Regions from separate parts of the Hordeum vulgare genome. Here region 1 is linked to region 2. Evidence: chromatin contacts called from public Hi-C data. All regions are on one chromosome and are shown on one strand. Each heading gives the region's core, a stretch centred on a gene start, on an enhancer-like site or on the middle of the called end of the contact. The rest is flanking DNA. Distances are from core to core; before and after follow the strand shown.

Evidence for each region. A called contact is a pair of places that touch in the nucleus more often than the background predicts.
Region 1: a Hi-C map of leaf shows a contact between it and region 2, with 5 times the contacts expected there. The contact joins the promoter of LOC123449158 here to the promoter of LOC123449155 in region 2. A contact is called at or near these places in 5 of 6 Hi-C or Micro-C datasets (leaf, seedling and an unstated tissue) and 1 of 1 datasets of contacts at active chromatin or transcription factors (embryo).

The regions. Positions count from the first base shown.
Region 1 is chr4H:502,543,612-502,546,587 of MorexV3_pseudomolecules_assembly, reverse strand. LOC123449158 reads left to right here and starts at 1,511. Exons shown (of 1, transcript XM_045126263.1): 1 at 1,511-2,976. The coding sequence starts at 1,553.
Region 2 is chr4H:502,132,626-502,135,549 of MorexV3_pseudomolecules_assembly, reverse strand. LOC123449155 (autophagy-related protein 9) reads right to left here and starts at 1,472. Exons shown (of 10, transcript XM_045126261.1): 1 at 1,239-1,472; 2 at 1-590. The coding sequence starts at 534.

The DNA.
Region 1 (2,976 bases), core at 262-2,761, 410 kb before region 2:
GACGGTGGCACTGTCAACGGTGCGGAGGACCCGACGACGGTCGGAGTCACAACGGGGGCCGGTGTAGACGAAGACGAAGCTGGGTCCTCGTCGTGGGCGGCCGTCTTGCCCAGCTCGGCGGGAGAGGCGCGGCGGGGCACAGGAGCGGCGGCGGGAGGAGGTGGCCGCGGCGCGGCCACAGCAGGCTACGCGGAGGCGAGTGAGACGGGGGCGAAGGGGTTGGACGCCGGGGCGTCGAGCTCTGCCGAGCGGGTGCGGCGAAGGAGCTGATGCATGGCGGAGGCAAGGAGAGGACCGAAGGGGCTCGACGTCTGATACCAAACTGAGGAATGAATCACACTTGATATTCCTTTGATATAGTTACATATATATGCACACTCGATTAGAGAGAGAGAGCTACTAGATCATGGTTGTTACAACGATGGAGGCTGAAGGACCAGGACCAGGCCGTGCATGCAAGGGTGAGACACACGTCGTGCGAGCTGGGGCGAAGGACCAGGATCTGCTCGTGAGATGCGCCGAAGGACCTGATGAGTGGGTTGGCCAGCCGAAGGACTAGGTGCATGAGTTATCCGCTGGGTGGTTTCGAACAGTCTATGCATCCACACATGTATTTGAGTTCCAATCAATACAATTCTAGTATGAAAAATAAACGATTACCATCAATAAAAAAATATAATAATAACCATTTTATTATTACCTTTAGAGCATTATCGTGCAAAGTCCAACGTTGACAACATGCAACAAAATGCTTACCGGAAACGATGGACTAAAGGGAAGTATAATTCATGGTTATTGCTTTGGGTGAAAACTTAATTTTACATCAAAGCAAGCACGTGCTTCAATGTCCTTTTGCCATGGCATCGCGTGGGCAATAGAGGGCATCGATACCAAATACAACAAAAAATGAATTTGGCAAAGGTTTTGGCCTGGGATCTTAACAATAAACGTTAGAAATCACTAATGCTAGATCTATAAAGACTTATAAAAAATTACTTAACCTTTCAAACTAATTCTTTTTTCCACCTTGATTTTCAGTGCGGATGGGGCCTTCATCCCCCCTATTACCAATCATAATCCTCCATATAGACGTAGCATTACTCGTTAGATGCCGACACATGTGTCATGAGATGGGACCCAATGAACAGCGACCGTACAAAATCCAAAATCCAGAGAACTACCGGCCCCACCAGTAGGCTTCTCGAAATACCGGTAGACCACATGCGAGAGTAGAGAGACTCAGAGGATGGCCCACCTGCAGTGTTCGTATGGTAACGTTAGACGAGTCGTCCCTCTCCGAACAGACTAGCAGAGCCAGTACCAAAGCAAAAGAAACTCTAACCAAACCCACCGGAGGCACTGACAGAGAGGCCCAGTTCAAGCGTTCAAAGGTAGGGCCCACCGGCAGTGAGACAGTCTCAAACAGCATCGGTGACGCGCAGCCCATACATAGCAACCGTAGACTAGAGGCAGATATATAACGAACAGCAGGCGCAGTGAAATCGGAAGAGGAAAACGAATTCCCCCAGAAAATAAAAAAAAATCCGCGGATATGCCGAAGACCTCCTCGTCGCCTTCCCCCACTGTCTCCCCCATGAATCCCCTCCTCCCCTCCTCCTCCTCCTACCTCAAATCCCACCACCCGCCGGACCCGGACCCCGGCTCCCCGGACCCCAGCCCCTGCAGCTACCTCCTCCACGTCGACGCCGACGACGAGGCGCTGATCCAAATCCCCGGCGGCGCGAACCCTAGCCCGGGGGGCGCCGTCGCCTCCTCGCTCGCGCTGCCGCCCGTCGACCCGACGCCGCACATATCCTCGCAGTTCTACACCTTCACCGCCGCCTCGCACGCGCTCATGCTGCGCTGCATCCTCGCCGGCCGCCCCGCCGTCGCCGACGAGGTCCGCGCCGCCACGTCCCCCTCCGTGCTCGCCTCGTGGCGGGCGGTCTGGAAGGACCGGAACGAGGACACTGCCTACCTCACCGCGTGGAAGCGCATCCAGGACAAGCTCGCCGCTTCGGCCGACGGCCGGCATCTCCACTTCAAGTCCAACCCCGCGCAGCGCGTCTCCCATGTCGGCCAGTGGCGGGACATAGTCTCGGAGGCGCACGCCGACCCGGACCTGCTCCGCCACCTCGGCCTTAAGGACACCGTTGAGCGTATCAGGCAGGCCTGGACTGTGGGAGCCAAATTCTATGGTATTCCTGAATCATTTGTCAGGGTATGTGTTGCTGCTTGCCCCGTTTGTAAGGCTGCACCTGCTGGGCAGCCTGATTCTGCTATCTCATCGCCGGGACGAGGCAAGCGGCGCCGCAGGTTTGAATATACGGAGACGCTGGATGTGCCTGCACGCGATGTGCCACGCCGTCTGCAGCAGTTGGCTGCCAAGCACAAGGTGGTCCTCTGTATTAGGCAGAAGTATATAAGGTATAAGCCATTCATGGCGGAGGTCAAGGATTATGCATGTCATCGTGCTGGAGTGCCAACCTCAAGTAGTGGGAATACTGCATCCTCTTCAGCCAGTGCCTCTGAGGCAAAGAAGCCACGGGGGCTGAAGCGGGAGCCATACCAATCCAAGAGGTGTGGCTGTGGGTTCCGTATCAGGGCTATTGTGCCCATAGCCAATTATAACGAGAAAGACAAGAGCTTTGTATATCAAGAAGAGGGCACTGCAGTGTTCAAGCTTTACGCCGTGCACTCGGGTCATGAGCCTGGGCCACTTGACGGCAGTGCTCGGATTGTTCACAGATTAGTTGGGCATAAGGGGACATTTGAGTTTGATCCAGACATCTATGATATCAATGAGGAAGGTGAGCCTAGCTTTACGATTAAGGGGGATGTAGATGTTGACATTGATGACTCGCATCAGGCAGTCTTGCAGCAAGTCCGGGATCTCAGAGCAGAGGTGGTCTCCCTAGAAGGGAAGGTGGCTAAGATGCACCCAGAGCTATTGGGTTCCCTTTCCAATGAGCTATC
Region 2 (2,924 bases), core at 223-2,722:
TTGTACAAAGAACTTGAGGAAGTTGATAAGTCCATATGTTACCAATATAACCATCGATCCAACAGTGACCATTTTAGGAAATGTAAAGGGTACCAATGGATTATGCTTGATGGCTTCCATCAGATCACATGGTTTTTCTCCAGACTCAAGTGCCTCCACACCACATTTCAAGTGGCCGATGGCATTCCAATCAACATATAAGAAGAAGAACCCAATACAGCATACCGTAAACAGTACATTAAGAATCTCGATTATCCATTTGGTAACGATACACCTTAGTCCTTTTGCGCAGAAATATTCATAAAGCCTTTCAAAGAAAATATCCAGGTCAGGGATTGGTTCTTCCTTGACGCCTTCACCATGGAGAAGTCCAGACGGGCTCTCGCTTCCAGAACTTGGCAACCTTCGGTAGTCCGACAACTCAATTTCAGGTGGAATATCAATGAGCAGTTGTGCTGATAATGGCGATTCTCTTCTCCAAGGCCACTTAAATACTGTTTGTGAATTTGTGTCCTTCGAAGGGAAGGACATCATTCATGGAAAGAAAAGCCAATGCCAATTGGAATCCTTGCCATGCCACAGGAAATGACCTATAAAGAGAACGAAGAGGATGTTAATGACTCACATTTTGAGTAACACCAGGCTCCTGAAGATCTACAGGCTGCAGGTATAAGAAACTGAAGTGATGTCATGCGCAAGCAATATTTTCCCACCTGGACATACCCAAGGGCAAGTTCTGAACAAGCTTAATAAGGCAAGTAGATTGGAAAATCATTGCAAATACAGTGAACATAAAAGCAGCAAACAGTTAGGCGCGGATCAAACTAACCAATGTTAAGCTTAAATCATATCAAGTTCCTTCGTACTGATCAATCAACCACGCCGCCAAGAGGCCCGGCGTAATCGGACTATCTCCCTCCACATCTTCTGTGTTGTCGTCACGCGGAGCAATCCGGTGCTCTGCGCCTCAAGGGCGGCAGCTAAACAACACGTTTGAGCTAACTTGTAGCAAAATCCCTAAAGCCATCGCCCGTACCACCATATAAAGCATGGCCATAACAACCACTACAGCTCTCATCCGGCCAACAGCAAACACCCAAACCTAGATCAACTGGTTTGCCAGAGCTCGGTTTCATCTCAAAATAAATCGTAATAAAATAAATAAATAAATAGAAAAAGAGTCGTGAGCGGATAAGAGGAAGGGAGGAAGGGAGGGAGGGGCGGGGTCCAGCACCGACCTGATGGGCACCGGCGGGCGCCGGCGCGCCGGCGGGACGAAGGGCGGGTTGCGTGAGGAGGAGGAGGCGGCGGCGGGGCGAGGGTTTCGCGGGAGGAGGTGACTTGCGGTGGACTGCGGCTCGTCTGGTTGGGAAGGGGAATCGGACGCACGGGGGAGGAGACGAGGAGAGGGAGACGGAGGCGGTGCGTTTCGGGAGAAGAGACGTGACGGGATCGAGGGATGGAAGGAATCGTACGGGAAGGGGATAATAATTTGTTCGTTTCCTTTATCCGGGGTTTTCCCTTTGCCTCTCTGCGTCGCCCGTCGCGCTGGTCGCCGACTTGATTTGGGAACCGTAGTAATGGCTTGCGTACAGATGATTGACGGTCTGGTGTTTCTTTTTTTTTTCGATATACGCAACGGCTCGGGTATCATTCACTGACAGGAAGAAGAAGATTGGTGTACAAGAATGCAGAAGAAATTGCAGAGGGGAACGGTAATGCAAGGCGTGCACAAGAATGACGTCCCCATCTGAAGAAAGAACCTTGGGTTGCTCATCCAAATCTAAGAGCATCTCTAGCAGATCCCGTATAATATCGATTCATTCAAAAATAAGCACGGGACGTGGAGAGGCGATGCCGCCCGAGGCGATCGGCTAGGCGATCTGTGAGATCGCCGCCGGCAGGGGGCGTTGCGAGGAGAACGGGACGGATCTGTCTGCGGCATCTCTCCTTTCTACCGCTGATGGGATCTCATCGTCGATTGGAGATCTCCTACGTGGACAAAGCTCTGGTTTCAAGAACCGGACGTCGAGGATTCATCTACCTTCACCAGGATTCGCGCTGGATTACGGTGAGAGATGATGAACATGACATCTTGGCAGGAACATATCTGCAACAACACGAGATCCCCAAGGAGGGGGACGAGCTGGAGATAGATGGATTCCTTGTGTCCGTGCGGAGTCCATGGTCACCGAGAAAGATCGACAGCGAGCCGGCCACGGTATGTGATCTTACCACCAAATCTACTCGGGTTGGAGGTCGTTTTTGGGTCTTGGTTGACCAGAGTGACGAAGATGAAGATGGGGAAGAGATGGACAACCCTTCATTTGATGATCACGCGAGGTACAACCCCAACTTGATGATGTCGGCTACGGTCATTCATGGTTGCAAGTTTGCATCGGACATTCAAATGGTGAAGAAGAAGATGGGAACGGCTAAGGGGGTTAAACCATGGATCGACCCGATCCCTAAGGTAAATCTCCAGCCTTATACTCTTTCAGATTTCTTCAATCAAAACTGCTGGAATCATGTCAACAAAAGAAGAAGAAATGATGCAACGCCGCTCGGCCGCCGCCGGCCACGGCGATGGATCCATCAGTGTGTGATTCCAGGAGAAATTTTTTGAACTCCTTGGCGTCGTTTGCGGGCCTGAGGAGACACTTTCAGGTTTGGGTTTCGTGGAACCTGGGTATGTGGCCCAGGATGGAGTCCAAGCCCATGTCGAAGTTCCTCCATGCGATACCGATGTAGCACTCGGGTCTTTGGACGAGGCCGAAGCCCATGCTATCGTCGTTGCCCAGCCATGCAGTATCGTCGTAGAGCACGAGACTCATCTCGTGCCGCCAGGGACTAGGGTTCCTAAGCGATCAAAGAAAGGCTTTCCTTCGTTGAAGTCGGGAAGGGCAGCACGTATACATCCCATC